Linked DNA regions of Gossypium hirsutum: region 2 is linked to region 1. A link is a contact called in public Hi-C data. All regions are on one chromosome and are shown on one strand. The core of a region is the stretch at or near the end of the contact, and the rest is flanking DNA. Distances in the headings are between cores, read along the strand shown. Region 1 holds the start of LOC107901642 (serine/arginine-rich splicing factor RSZ22). Region 2 holds the start of LOC107961713 (probable WRKY transcription factor 17).

What was found. A called contact is a pair of places that touch in the nucleus more often than the background predicts.
Region 2: a Hi-C map of leaf shows a contact between it and region 1, with 3 times the contacts expected there. The contact joins the promoter of LOC107961713 here to the promoter of LOC107901642 in region 1. A contact is called at or near these places in 16 of 34 Hi-C or Micro-C datasets (anther, callus, fibers and 4 more).

Annotation. Positions count from the first base shown.
Region 1 is chrD06:26,010,494-26,015,129 of Gossypium_hirsutum_v2.1, reverse strand. It overlaps LOC107901642 (serine/arginine-rich splicing factor RSZ22), which reads left to right and starts at 1,315. Exons shown (of 6, transcript XM_016827713.2): 1 at 1,315-1,472; 2 at 1,624-1,734; 3 at 1,888-1,976; 4 at 2,545-2,773; 5 at 2,859-2,972; 6 at 3,185-3,483. The coding sequence starts at 1,646. The coding sequence ends at 3,221. LOC107901640 (probable cyclic nucleotide-gated ion channel 14) reads left to right here and starts at 3,531. Exons shown (of 8, transcript XM_041095428.1): 1 at 3,531-3,739.
Region 2 is chrD06:26,383,559-26,387,795 of Gossypium_hirsutum_v2.1, reverse strand. It overlaps LOC107961713 (probable WRKY transcription factor 17), which reads right to left and starts at 1,686. Exons shown (of 3, transcript NM_001327715.1): 1 at 954-1,686; 2 at 327-452; 3 at 1-238. The coding sequence starts at 1,678. The coding sequence ends at 64. It overlaps LOC107963026 (ATP synthase subunit gamma, mitochondrial), which reads right to left. Exons shown (of 6, transcript XM_016899626.2): 5 at 3,768-3,889; 6 at 3,325-3,598. The coding sequence ends at 3,529.

The DNA.
Region 1 (4,636 bases), core at 66-2,565:
GTGATTTTAAAAAAAAAAATAATCGTTCCATCTATTTATAAAGATTGACAACCTATAAGGAACACATAAAACCCAATAAAAATAAATAAAATTTACCAAAAATGTCACTTTTAAAAAAATATAGTTGAAAATAAAAATCAAATTTTAGTAATTTGATAAATTTAATTATCTTAAATTTGAAATTTAAACGGAAGGACAAACATATTAAGATAATTAATATAAGTAAATATTTTGTAATTTATTATATTTATTTATTATTTTATCCATTTAACTATTTTTAAATGTTTGATAATATATAATCAAGATGTAAAAAATGTAAAAAAAACATTGTTAAAAATCATTTAAAAATTATAATATTTGGTTTTCTAAATGTTAAAATTTGATAATTTATTTTAAAATTAATAAAACGGTAATAATTAATTGATAGATCAGTATAAATTAAAAACCATGAAAAATAATATAAAAAAGTGAAAAATAAATATAAAATTTATATTATTATTATTAAAATATTTAATATTTTAAACGAAATATAAAAAATTAACAAAATTATCTATTTAAATTTATCAATTACTTTAAAATTTTTAATACTATTTAATTTCTAAATATAAAATTTAGTATGATAATAAGATATTATATAAAAATTAGTCATTAAAATAATATTATACATATTATATAATTTTAAAATTTTACAAAGATATTGATTTTTATTTATTGATTTTAAAATTTAATTATTTATACATTTTTAATTACGCTTAAATAGTGTAAATTTTTAAAATTATAAATACGGAATTGGAGTTTTACTTTACAACAAATAAATTTTATTAATATAAATATATATTTAATGATTTCATATAATTTATTTTTTTACAACACATAGAGAAAAAAAGCTTCTCTATGACATATAATTTAATAATATTCATAATATCTTTTTGTTATATTAAAATTTATTAATATTAAATTATAAGATAATATTTTTTAATTTTATTTAAAATATTTTAATTAACTAAAAAATATATATTAAATAAATAAACTAACCCATGCATCACTGGGTAACAATATATATATATATTTTATAGTTAGGACCTAATTCGATGGGTTAAAGCATAGGGTTGATGGATTAAATCGATTTTCCAACATTTAACAGAATCAACCGACTGCTATCCATCGAGCATAAGGGGTTGGGTCAAATAGTTGAGCAAATTGGGCATTCTATTTCTTGGTGGCCTTTATGGCTCAATAAGAATACTACAGGGGCAAAATCGTTATTTTCGTTTTGAACTGAATCTGAAATAAAGACTGTCAAGCAAGGGTAATCTTGGAAACTTCGTATGCGCTCTAAACTCTATTAAGAGTTTTTCTTTTTTAATTTCGACGTTCATAACTCTTTTTTCTTTTTCTAAAAAATCAAAATCCCTAATTTCCCCCGCTGCTACTGCTAGGGTTTCTTTCTCTTCTCTCTCGCAACTCACCAGGTTTAACTTTTAGATCTCTCTTTTACGTTCAATTTTGGCAGTTTGTTTTTACATCTATCTTGATTTATTTCGTTGTTAGGTTTTACAATTGTTTTTTGGGGATTTTGGTATTGAAGTGAGACTTGAAATAACGTGAAATTTGTTTTGATAGGTTTCTTTGGAGAAAAAAAGAAATGTCTCGAGTTTACGTGGGTAACCTTGACCCACGAGTTTCGGAGCGAGATCTTGAAGACGAGTTTCGTGTCTTTGGAGTTATTCGAAGGTAGAATAATATTGTTGTACCTCTCTTTTCTTTTTGTCTTCTTTTTTACTGCTACATTGTGAGCAACAATTGTTTGTAATATGCACCTTTCCAGCACGTTTTTCTGTCATAATTTTATCCAATTTCGTCTTTCTGATTTGATATATATTGCAGTGTGTGGGTTGCTAGAAGGCCACCAGGTTACGCTTTCATTGACTTTGATGATCACAGAGACGCCGAGGATGCAATTCGTGAATTAGATGGTATTCCAACCAGATTTCCTCATTTCTGATTATGACACTAATTGCATCCTAAATTTTCTGTCTTGTTAGTTGTGGGTTTTTATTTTTTATTTTTTTGTATTGGAAACAAATTATGCCAACCTAGTTTTTATTTTTCTAAGTATTCCTCCTTGGTTAGGAGCTAATGCATTGTTATTGATCTGCTCCTTTATGAATAAGAAAGATTAGTGATGAAATTCATAATTTGATAGTCTCATAATTCTTTAGATTTGGATTTTTTTAATGAAGAATGTGCCTTTAACAGCGTTTAACCTTCATGTCTATTTGTGGAGGAAGTTTGTGTGAGCTGTTAGACCAGAATTAAGCTGCCCATGTGGCTGTGTTATGTTTGACATTTCTCCAATTTAGTTTTATATATTAATTCAAAATTCTGTAAAACTTGTTGGTGGGACATGGTTTTATCTCATTCATCCATCCAGTTGCTAGTTTCTGATTTTTGTTTTCTTAATAGCATCTTTTAACAAGCATACAGTTATCATTTGAGATTCACAGACTATACTAGCTTTATAAGTCTCATATTTGGATTTAGGCAAGAATGGCTGGAGAGTTGAGCTTTCTCATAATTCTAGAGGCAGAGGAGGACGTGGAGGCGGAGGCGGAGGTGGAGGTGGTCGGGGACGGTCGGGTGGTTCTGATTTGAAGTGCTACGAGTGTGGTGAGGCTGGTCATTTTGCTCGAGAATGTCGTACACGTGGTGGTTCCGGAAGACGTCGCAGCCGCAGCCCTAGATATCGTAGGAGCCCAAGCTATGGGCGCAGGTAAGGCCTCCTAAGCAAAACATTGCCTTCTATTCATGATTGATTGAAGTTTTACAATCGAATGACACTTTTTAATTCCAAACAGAAGTTACAGTCCTCGTGGACGATCCCCTAGGCGTCGCAGTCCCTCTCCTCGTGGTCGTAGCTACAGCAGGTCTCCACCATACCGTGGTCGTGAGGAATTGCCATATGCTAATGGGTGAACTTCCTTGAACTTTATGCTAGTAGCTGGAAAGGCTTTTTTTAATGTTGTCTTTTTCATCAATAATGAGCAAGTGCATCAAACTAGTTAAATTTTGGTTACCCATCTGATTTGATCACGCTCACAGCTTTGTTCATCCTAGTTTAATTTTTGTTGTGCTGTTTGAATTATGATATGTGCATGAAAGATTGCTACTGAATTTGGTGCAGAAATGGTGCAAGGGAACGCCGACGGAGCAGGAGTTAAGTGCTGCAAGGATGTAACTCTTATGTGAAGGGACTGATTAAGTGTGTTTAGTTTGTTGACTTCAGTGCTACTGTTTTAATTGGGCAACGCCCGCAGCATCTTGGATTTGGTTAAGTTACTTTCTGTTTTTCCTTATTTCTATGATGGTTTTATTTGCTTTATCTATGCTAAGTACTTTTTATGCGTAGGGGGGAAAACTTACGATGACCTCTATAATTTTATTGAGAAATCATTAAAGAAATTCTGCTAAAAAGTTCATGCTTTTCTTTTGTGTTGAGGTGTCTTCTGGGTTTGCCTCGTTACTTTTCTGCTTCTACACGTCTGGGATTTGCTTCTTTGCTGCCCGTCTATGGGATCTTCAATATTTGATCATTGTGGGTCCCATTTGTCATCATCTGTAGTTGCTACTGTTTGAATGAATCTCTCCTGCTGTGATGCACCTTCGTCAAACTCTAGTGGCTTTACTTACTTTATCTTAAAAGGATTGAGGGAGCTGCCTCAAACGCTGCTTCTGGCAGGTACTATATCTGTTCTACAGAAGTTGATGTTTTAGGGTCCTTACAAGAGTGGGATTGGTAATTTACAGACCTTATTTTTTGTGTAAACTTTTTTAAAAAAAAATGACGGTAAAATATTTTGAAAGATGCAAGGATATTTTGCTTACTGTTTTTCTTCAACATGTTTGTGGTCATTCAGCTGACAAGAAAGAATAAATTTGGAGTCTTCTACTTCTGTTGGGTTGGAAAGTTGGGAAGCTGTACTCACTTTTCTTCCTAGTGTCTGCATCTAGTTCCAGATGATTATGCTTGACAAAAGTGTGTGCTTGCTATTTTTCTTTCGAATATTTTGAGTTTTTTTGTGTGAGTGTCTTTGGCGGTACATAAATTCGGGAGTGTTCTGGGATGGTTGATTCTTAGTTGCAGAACTTGATGATCTCTGACAAAGTCACAATATCCTCACAAGTTAATCATGATTCGCCGACCTTGCTATATATCTGTGGGTCCCTTGGTAGGCTGCAAATCAAGCATAGGTGAAGTGACTGGCCTGTTATCTTTGGTGTGACTGGATGATATTTAACCTACCAAAGTCTAGCTGTATACCGTCTTTGAATAGGAAGACTAATCATCATTTGGCGTCATGAATTTTTTTTTGCTGTATTCGAGATGCTAATGTTGCTCAAATGTTCCAATCATGTTTTTGGCCCTCTGGTTAACTCTGAAACTAGACTTGGGACAAAGTTTTCATGTCAGATATTTAAGAGTGAGGTCATGTTAGATTGGGTGTTGTTTTGTTTTATAAACAGTTGGAATGATAAAATGTCCAACAAATTTAATGTTCATGAGTTTAATTTAATTTCTGAAATTATTGTATGCAATGTTGCAATGCAAGTCAGATGGATGCACTTCCATTTTGTT
Region 2 (4,237 bases), core at 437-2,936, 370 kb before region 1:
AACACCACTAAACTCTTTTTTTATGTATAAATTAACTTAGATTAATATTTGCTTATTATCACGTTGACTCGAAGTCCAGTCCATTCCCACGGCAGGAGCCATATTCTCGTGCATTGCGGGTTGAGTGTGTCGGTGCTCCCCTTCGTACGTTACAATCAACATTGACGGATCATCGGGGGCTCGCTCCACGTGTTTCCTCGCGGGGCACCCTCTAACGCTACTGCACTTATAATATCCTCTGAGAAAATAAGTCAAAACACAAATTATCAACCGTTTGATCTAATGATATGAAGTTGCACATTGAAAAAGGAAGAACAGCAGGATACCGCGGGAATGGGGAGCCTTTGATTGGCTTTTGCCCGTATTTCCTCCATGAATACTCGTCTGGTGGAATATCGGCGATCTTCGAACTTATGGCAGGAACCCTTATTACTTTCTTCACCCTATTTTTCCTGAAAATTATTCAAGTAACCAATACACAAACCGTAAGCAATAATTTGACCTAAAATAATAAATAAAGTGGAGTAGGATTCCCTATCATGCACCGCCAGTTCTATGGTCCCATATATTTAACCAAAAAGAAAAGTCAAACTTGAAAAGCATCTCATAAGACAAAATAGTTGTAACACCGAGGTTCAGAAATTTGATTGCCACTCCCAATTAAATTTACAGCTTTTCTGGTTACCGCGCGCGCTCTATCATTTAATATGCCTAAACTGTTCAACAACCCCCCAGGCTTTGACCAATAATTCGCCCCACGATCTACATGATATTGATTCCAGCTAAACTCGGCCGGTTTCAAAGCAACTCGACTCGAGTTATCTCATTAAGTTACTTTAAATTATTCGACTTTGAATTTTGTTTACGGTATCCCATAAAAGTCAAAAACCTAAACTGACGGTTAAAATATGCCATGAATTGGAGGATAAAACTAGGAAAACAATATTATATACCTTCGCTTTGAGCAATGGCACTTGCTGTTGCCGGAGCCAGATATCTTGCCGGAAACGTTATCGGAGTGGTCATGTTCATGGCATCTCTTCTTGAACGGTGTCGACGATAGCGGCGGCTTTCCCGTCGAAACGGCCAGCGCCGGCGCCAAGAATAGAGATGATCCCTGCTTCCCGTTCGAGACGCTGCCGTCTCCGGTGATGGCAGAAGACATAAACGAAGAGTTAGAGGAAACGCTAAAGCTTTCTTTTGTGAACTCCAACTCGGTACTTTTACCGTTGGAGCCAAACAAATTAGGTTTTGTGAAGTCCAGAGTCAAACTCTGCGGCTGCGATTGAACGAAGCTAGAAGGACTGATAACCGAAGTACCGACCACCGCCGTATTTATGGTCGCCGGCGTTGAGATCGCAGCAGAAGTTAGAGTTAGATTGTTTTGAGAATTCGGAACAGACAGAGAAGCAGAGGATGATGTCGAGGGGGAAGACGAGGAAGAAAGGGGTTGAATCGGCCCGCGTCTGAACCGGGCGTGACCGGTTCTGTTGAGAAGTGAGATGACCTTTTTGAATTTAGAGACGGTGAGATCGGCGAGGTCGGTGCAGTCGACGTTGTTGGACTGGTGAGAAAGGAGACGGATCAGGTGCTCCATGCCCTTCAAGCCTAGCGATGCAGCCTCTTGTACCGCCATCTGATCATCCATCTTCGGAAAACTCATCAGATCCACCGCCATTTTGAGGTCAAAGAAACAGAAACGAAGCTTTGCAGGGAAGGTAACTTGAGAGGTCAGCAAGTTATTGAAGCCTGAGAAAAAGGAAGGGAAGAAGATGGAAGGCAAAGAGTTAGAGCTGAGGGAGCAACAAGGGTTGATTATAAAGGTTGAACGATGACCGGGTGACCGGGTAATAGAAATGATGGGAATCCATAGTGGAGTTTTAGTCCAACGGCTAAGATTGATTTTAAGAATTTCTTGGAGAAAGCTTTGATAATTGTTGGGTCTAAATTGTATTCTCAGTCCCTGTACTGATTACACATTTTAAATTTAATCTCTAGTTTTATTTTCTAATTTAATAATTGACGTGCAATCTAAAAACTTTAATTAAACTGGCTTATATAGCATTTTTGTAAAATAAAGTTGATTCTATGGCCAATATAAAGCCACCCAAAATCTATGGTTCGTTATATATATTTAAAACCGTGTTAAAGAAATATAATTTTAAATTTAATATGTAATCCAATTTAAAGATAAATTTTTTATAATGATTATCAATTCAACTTGAATTATTAATTTGGAGTAGATTTTTTAGATTAAAAGGAAAGAGAAGAGAGAGCAAGACCAAAATTAAACCAAATTGCTTTTGTATCGTGTTGTTGTTGTTTTTCTTGGAAGTTTTGGACCCAAGGTGATGTAAGATTTGGTTTTGGTCCAAAGGAGAAAATGAGGGGTTTGAAATAACTCAACAACGTTGACAATGAACATATAAAGTAGAAGCTCTCGCTATTACTAATCAAATTTAGGTTTCTTTTATATTCGTTTTATTTCGAAGTTGGTACATGAGTTTTTCCTCCTTAGGCATGGAGAAGAGGAGTCGTTATGTATCATACTTCATTTTAATTTTCCTTTCTTGACATGCAAATATTTATAGGCATGGGTTAAGGTTTGATCGAACTCTTAGGTGATGGGTGAAGTCAATTTTAGTTTTTATATTATCCTTTCGCCTTGAAACTCAAAAGGAATGGCAAAATTTAAATCAATTTTCATATTAGACAAAACAAAACTTGAATGGATGATATCTAGAAACACTAGTGTTAGTTCTTTTTTTTTTAATTCATATTGAAAAAGTCTTAAGCCAATCAAATCTGTTGATAAAAAGTTGAAATATGTTAGATTTAAACAAATATTACATGAACAAGAATTTCAAAGACAGGCTCAAAGCTGACTAAAAGTCGGGAATCACGTGTAGTCCTTCCCTTTTTATTAATATAAAACAGTTGACCAACTTTTTTTATTTTTAGTTTTTCTACAAAACCGGATGGTGCCGGTAATTCTTTTCTTAACCCTTCCATTTTTTCTTTTTACACTAATTCATGCTGTATATGTTATTTTACAGTAACAAGAACACATAAATAAATCAAGAAAAAAAATTATGTATAATAAATTTGTTTGTTATCGTGTCATGACATGCTTCTATTGAACTTCAGATTTCAGGAAGTTAGATTACCCCAAGGTGATTTCTATTACTGGTCTATACTTCGACAAACACTCTACTTACCATTGCATACTGTAGTAATGCAAATTACTTTTTTATTCCAAATATTATGAACACAATTAATCAGTAGAGTTTATTTCCTCAATTATCAATATTTTAATGTAATAAATATAAAATTTCCTGAAATATTATTAAGAAAATATATAGCATTAGCAGCACAAATTCTGAGATTTATTCCTTCAGTACCATCCTGTAATTTGGATGGACTGGGATTTTCTGATGAAAATGGATTAACCTATAGAGAAACAAACAGTGCACTGACATTTTATGTCATTACCGTCTGGAAAAATCTAGCAGTGAAAAATATTTGAAATTAACCTTCCAGTGCTGATGCTCCAGATATAATCTCAATCAACTCCGTGGTGATTGAAGCTTGATGGGTTCTGAAACACAAATATGACCAAAAAAACAATATACTTCAGCTATGAAAAAGGAATAAAAGGTAAAACAAATGTGGTTCCATGCAACATAAGTGACAACAGAATACTAATGAAGTGTATAAACCAATTCATATGAAAGTTAATGTATATGAAAACAAGGGAGGCACAAGACCTATTATATGTAAGAGTCAGGCGATCAAGCATGTCGCCGACATTTCTGCTTGAGCTATCCATAGCAGACATCCTTGCTCCTTGCTCACTACAAGCATTCTCCAAAACCGCATTGAACATGACCTGGGGGAAATACAAGAATGCTTAGATGGCAAATTACAGAGACTATAGCACATTTATTTATTTAATCTCACAAATAATTTTATTTAACTGACGGATTTGAAAGGTAATTTTTTTATTTGAATATTGTCTTTAAAGAAACTATTTCTCACAAATAATTTGAAAAAAACCCTAATTTAATATCAAAAGTAAAAAAAAAAATAATTACGAATAGAAAAAATGCCTTGGTGCCCGAAGACCTAAAGGCAGTAGAACAATAAACATGGGTTAACAAACATGTCTGTCTTCTTACCCAAACAAACAAAAGGGCAAACAAAGCGGGGGGATCATATCTGTAATTCATGAACTAGA